2 separate regions of the Mus musculus genome follow, and region 2 is linked to region 1. Evidence: chromatin contacts called from public promoter capture Hi-C data. All regions are on one chromosome and are shown on one strand. Each heading gives the region's core, a stretch centred on a gene start, on an enhancer-like site or on the middle of the called end of the contact. The rest is flanking DNA. Distances are from core to core; before and after follow the strand shown. Region 1 holds the start of Zfp64 (zinc finger protein 64). Region 2 has its middle 41 kb from the start of A630075F10Rik.

Region 1 (2,700 bases), core at 156-2,655:
TCGAATAACCAAAAAACAAAACCAAACAACAACAACAACAACAAAACAAAGACAGATCTCTCCTTAGGATCCTTATAGATAAATTCTCTGATGTGGGGACTGATTTCCCATTCCAGAGTAAGTCATCTGGTGGGGTCGTCCCTCTTTAAAACACAACCCGAAGTCCACAGCACTGGAAGACACTGAGACACATGGGGTGGGTGGGGACTGGGTTTAGAGTTCAGAGGACACTCAGGCAAGTTTGGGGAGCCAATGGCTATAATATCTGCAGTTAGCAAAGTGACTCAGGTGTTTGCGAACCTTGTCCACAGCTTTTCAAACATCTGAGGCTCCAGGCACAAGGAAAGACCTGGGATTCCGGCCCCACCCTCCCTCGGAGACCTGCAGGGGATGGACCAAGCAGCCTGTTTTGAACACATGCGCTCCAGGTGGCCGGTCCACGGTTCAGTCCGTGGCCCGTACTTTGGGGAACAAAGGCACATGGAGATAGCAATAGCTTATAGGATGTCAGGAAAATAGCAGAACCTCAAACTCACTGCAAGTCACCCCCAGCCAGGTCTTTCACACCCATATCATCCCCTACCCTGAGTGCCAGGATGGCTCTGCAAACCTGTCCGCGAGCCCCTCAGGGATGCTCCAACCTGAGCCACTGAAGCAGAAGTTTCCCTACCAGTTGGCCTGGATCACCCCACTTTCTCCTCTCCTCTGCGCCCCAAACTCCACCCGGCGGGGCAGGGGAGGTGGTGACAGTCTCCTCGCCGCGTGGCCTCCCCTGGTCTTGCCTCCCCTGGGGTACTGCAAGAGTTCCAGGCGGCTCCCGACCTGACACGCCGACTGGGCTGGCGGGGACAGGCATGCAAGGTGCGCCGTCACCCCGATCCCGGGGCCTGCTGGCTCTGTCCGGGCCAGGCCCCAGCTGCGTCTGTTCAGTACTTACTTTGCATCGATCCAGAAAAGGTGTCTCCTTCCACGCTCGCGTTCATGGCCCCAGACCTTGGGGCGCCGCTCCCGGAGCCCCACGGCTCGCTCTACATTATGCAAAGACTTTTCTCCTGCATATTTCCCGCACCAGCCAGTCTTCTCCCAACTCTGTGAGGCGGGGACGGATGTACAACCAGCGCCACTTCCGCTGCCTAGAGGGCGCTGGCCCCTTGCACCCAGCCCGACTCCCAGGCGGTGCTCTCCCGAGGAACCGGGAAAGGTCGTGGAGTCTAAGACCCGAGTACACCGATCCCTCCACCCTATCCCAGGCATGCCAGGGACTCTGTGGTCGCCTTGCGCCTTTGCATCTTGCCCTCCTGGAGACGCTCATTCCTTCGCAGATGCCAGGAGGATGCGCTGCCGGCCTGGGAGAGTGGAGCCCCAAATCCCGGGGTGCTCCCCTAGGGCAGATCCGGCAGCGTAACACCGGGGCGGGGCCTTTGCCCTGCTGCTGGGTTGAGCCGGTGAGATGGCTCAGCAGGGGTAGGGCACACGTCACCAAGCCTGGTTTCCTGCCAGCCAGCTCACATGGTGGAAACAGACTCAAGCATCTGCATGTACAATATAAGTAACTTAAAAAAAAAAAAAAAAGAGATTAGTGTGTAGTAGATGGGAGAATTCATTGGGGCTCTGCTCCACGGGGGCTTCAGTATTTCACGCAGCATGGAGGGTTTGTTAGAATTGCTTGGGGATGGTGAACTGGAAAGAAGGCATAGTGGCTAAGAGTCTGTGCTGCTCTTGCAACGAATCCCAGCGCCCACATTAGGTGACTCACAACTATTTGCAACTCTTCCCCGAGAATCCTGCACTGAAGAACTGACCTTAGCTCTAACCTTGAGCTTACCCAGAAGGTTCCACAGCCCCTTTTTATTTCCTGTTATGATCTAAGCCACAAAGTCACTCCAAGGGTCAGACTCTGAGAGGTTTATTGGGGAGGGGCTTAGAGTGGCTGCCTCTGGGAAGGGTGGAGGTGAGCAAGGGCGTTGATCAAAAAGAGGCGGGAAGAAAGTCCGCCTTTTAGGGACTATAGCACATGCGCAGGGGAGGAATGTGGCTCAACTTGGCTCCTACTGATGACGTAATTGCCGTCTCAGGGTCCCTGGGTAGGTTGTGGAAGATGTCTAGTAACTACCATCCCTCCCTTTCGTTCAATATAAAAGAGGAGGAACTAAGAAGGGGTGATGTTGAGGCCGGAGAGCAATTTGGACTATTTCCTGTTGTCCGGGGTTGTCGCATGTTCGGGCATTGCTGATCCTCACCATCAGGGCACACTCCGTAACCATGAGACTCAGGCTTTGTGGCTAGCAGCCCGTAGTCCCGTAACAGTAAATTAGTTGTTTGATTAGAGAGTTTTTTGAGTTTGTTGTTGAAGAAATGCCAGAGGAGAAGAAATTGATAAAAGAGGGTTCGATGACAGCCAGGAGGGGCAAGATTTGAACTGCCCTTTCATCATGTCTGGCAGCTATTGCGTGCAACAGGAATTGGTAAGAGCTCTTCTCCGTGTGTCACCCCCAACTTGGGGAAGAGAAATATTAGCATGCAAACTCCTGACCAACTAGGGTGGTAGGCCAGAGTGCCACAAAGAATCGAGGGGATATGAACGGGCAGGCACTGGGGCTGAGATGAGGTAGCAAGGTTACGGTTTTGTTGCAGTCTAGGGAACGTGTCCCAGGTGCCATAAGACAGTTTGTCACACCAAAGAGGATGATATGAAAAAAG
Region 2 (2,700 bases), core at 72-2,571, 1.1 Mb after region 1:
GGGTCCGTGGCTTGTTTTGGTTTTGGTTTTGAATTCTGCTTCATTGTCTTTTAAGTTATGAAAAATCTCCATTTTCAGTTTTTTTTTTCAACAGCTTAAAAAACTTTTCTCCCCACCTCCCCTTGCAGAGGTCAGTCACTTTTTAAGATATGAGAGAATTTGAGAACAGATTAATGACAAAGACAAATGATGATTTTTATTTTAGCGGAAGTTTCGGTGCGTTCACTGCCCGGCCTGGCCACGGATAATAAAGTGCAATTGGCATGTGACTGTATGCGTTCTTTGCTTTAAAGTTCAAGGGGGTGGGGGGATCAAAAGAGTGAATTCTCTCTTTAAAATAGAAATGTCCTAGAAGAGGAAATAAAAGAAAGATTGCTGACTGGGGGTGTAGAGTCTCCTCTTTGTCTCCCCCCCCCCCCCCGCCGCCGCCGCCCCCCACAAACACACACTCTTCTTTGTGGCCCAGAGACAGAGCACTGAGTGACTTCTTCAGAAAGGAGATCGGTGAAATTGTCAGTTGATTACTTATCCTTGATTAGCATATATAAGAGCCCTGTGATACAGTATTTGCATTCCTATTTAGCCGTGATTTTTGTGGGGCACCAATGATTAAACTTGTCACGGGGCTTGATTGACGGGGTCAGATCTTCACTTTCTACTCTTTTGAAATTAAAAACAAATGTGTCAGCTGCCTTCATGGGCCGGAGCTCCGTGGAGCTCGTCTGGCTTGTCACTGCAGATAGGTCAGGAATGTTTTAATTTTAGGGATGGGATTCGGCTTGTCAAGTCGAGTGTGATGGCGTGCGGTTGTGGCGATGAGATGTGAAGGGTGTAGCACAAAGAAGGGGAGGACAGAGACAAAGACACTCACATTATTAGACAGATTTAATTAGTCTGAATGGATATTATGCTAGATGAAGCGGCGAGCTGTGAAATTAACCCTTCATTAGGGGCTGGCGGATCACACTCAGGAAGAGAATCAAACCTTTGTAGAGAGCCGCCAAGGTGTGGCTTTTATACGCACACGCCCCACACAACCACACACACCCATACTCAACACCCCGGCCCTTCTCAGTTGCCTGTCAGATCCACACCCCCACCACCCACCTTTGTGTGCTTAAACACCACCGGTCTTGAACTTGAGAAAGTAGGTGTCCCTAGAGAAGGGATTCCACATGCTAACCGAGCTTGGATGAGAGGCTAAGGGGGTAGGAGGCAAGAACACCCTTTTCTGAGTCCAAATTAAGCAATAGGAACAGCTAAGTTTGGCAAAACCACAGTTCAAAGTTTAGCATTGACTCATCCTGTCAACGTCCGTGGAAGGTCACCTGCTAGAAGCACCTGCCCTGAATACAACCTTCGCCCAACTCGCCCCTTCAGCCTGGTGCCTGTGGCTTTCAGAAATTCCAAAGTGTATTCAAAAAGTGGGGAGGGGAGGCCTGCTACCCCAGGCCCCACCCCATCTCAAAACCCTTCCGTTCAAGGCTCTGGGGATGTGTCATTGGTACACGGGTGAGCCAACTGCAATTGTTGGCATCTGTTTCCTTCCCCAAATGGTGTTCAGTTTCTGAAGACATTTCTTTCTTATCCCTAAACGATGAGAGAAATAGCCAGCCGCCTCTAACTTGCTTCTGCTGAGCTGCTGAGGAGGAAGCGTCCTTAAGAAAACTATTGAGGAGGGTCCCAGCACCACATGGTGACCTTAGCCTTGATAGCAAGAGATTCAGAAGGTACTTGAACAGCCATTTTTATAATGGTGTATTTGTCTTTGAGCTCTCTCAGCTCTCTCTCTCTCTCTCTCTCTCTCTCTCTCTCTCTCTCTCTCTCTCTCTCTCTCTCTCTCTTCCTCTGTGTGTGTGTGTGTGTGTGTGTGTGTGTGTGTGTGTGTGTGTGTGTGTGTGTCAGGGTTCCTCAACTTGCCACCCACTGACATTTGGCTGGATAAATCTCTGCGGTGGCTCCATCTTGTATGTCTTAGGACCTTTAGCATCTCTTCTGACCCCTTCCCACCAGAATCCAGTACCAGCAGGATCTCAGGTGGGACCTAAATATCCCCCAGACAACTTTCACTGTTCTCTGACAGCCCAAGTCACCCCAGTTGATCAGTTCTAGTATAAGTGACTCCCGGAAGAGCACTGCTCAGGAAAGGCCTCCAAAAAGAATTCACACAGGAAATAGGGTATTAATTTAAAATATATGCATAAAGTCTGGAGAGATGGCTCAGCGCTTCCCAGCACTTGCTGCTTCTGCAAGGACCAGGGTTCAGGTCCTGGCACTCACGATGCTTAGCTCACAGTCACCTGTAACTCCAGCTCTGGGGAATCCATCGCTCTCTTCTAGACGCCTCCAGCTTGCTCCTACACTCATGTGTGCCCGAGTGTATACACACACACACACACACACATGCACACACACACACATGCACACACACACACACAATTAAAAGTGGCTGTTTTGTTTGTTTGTTTGTTTTTTGTTTTTTTTTTTTTTTGTTTTTTGTTTTTTTTGAGACAGGGTTGTTCTGTGTAGCCCTGGCTGTCCTGGAACTCACTCTGTAGACCAGGCTGGCCTCGAACTCACAGAGATCCACTTGCTTCTGCCTCCCGAGTGCTGGGATTAAAGATGTGCACCACCACTCCTGGCAAGAATAATTTTGTTAACGATAGAGAAACGGAGTGACTGCATTAGGCAGAAATCAAG

The links. Promoter capture Hi-C pulls out the DNA fragments that hold promoters and counts their contacts.
Region 2: a contact with region 1 is called in a promoter capture Hi-C map of liver, with 4 times the contacts expected there. The contact joins the enhancer-like site here to the promoter of Zfp64 in region 1. A contact is called at or near these places in 4 of 39 promoter capture datasets (3T3-L1-derived adipocytes, embryonic stem cells, hippocampal neurons and 1 more), 8 of 115 datasets of contacts at active chromatin or transcription factors (T-cell acute lymphoblastic leukemia, astrocytes, embryonic forebrain and 3 more) and 1 of 9 other capture datasets (embryonic stem cells).

Annotation. Positions count from the first base shown.
Region 1 is chr2:168,954,182-168,956,881 of GRCm38.p6, forward strand. It overlaps Zfp64 (zinc finger protein 64), which reads right to left and starts at 1,406. Exons shown (of 6, transcript NM_009564.2): 1 at 938-1,406. The coding sequence starts at 983. Gm39993 (a long non-coding RNA gene) reads left to right here and starts at 1,902. Exons shown (of 2, transcript XR_867023.3): 1 at 1,902-2,465.
Region 2 is chr2:170,028,155-170,030,854 of GRCm38.p6, forward strand. It overlaps a transcript of Tshz2 not described here. Among named protein-coding and RNA genes, the nearest start is that of A630075F10Rik, 41 kb to the right of the region's middle. Within about 2 kb of position 1,322, at least 13 of the 459 cell types and tissues checked have an H3K27ac peak or open chromatin away from gene starts, as enhancers often do. A contact at or near this core is called in liver, where this site is marked.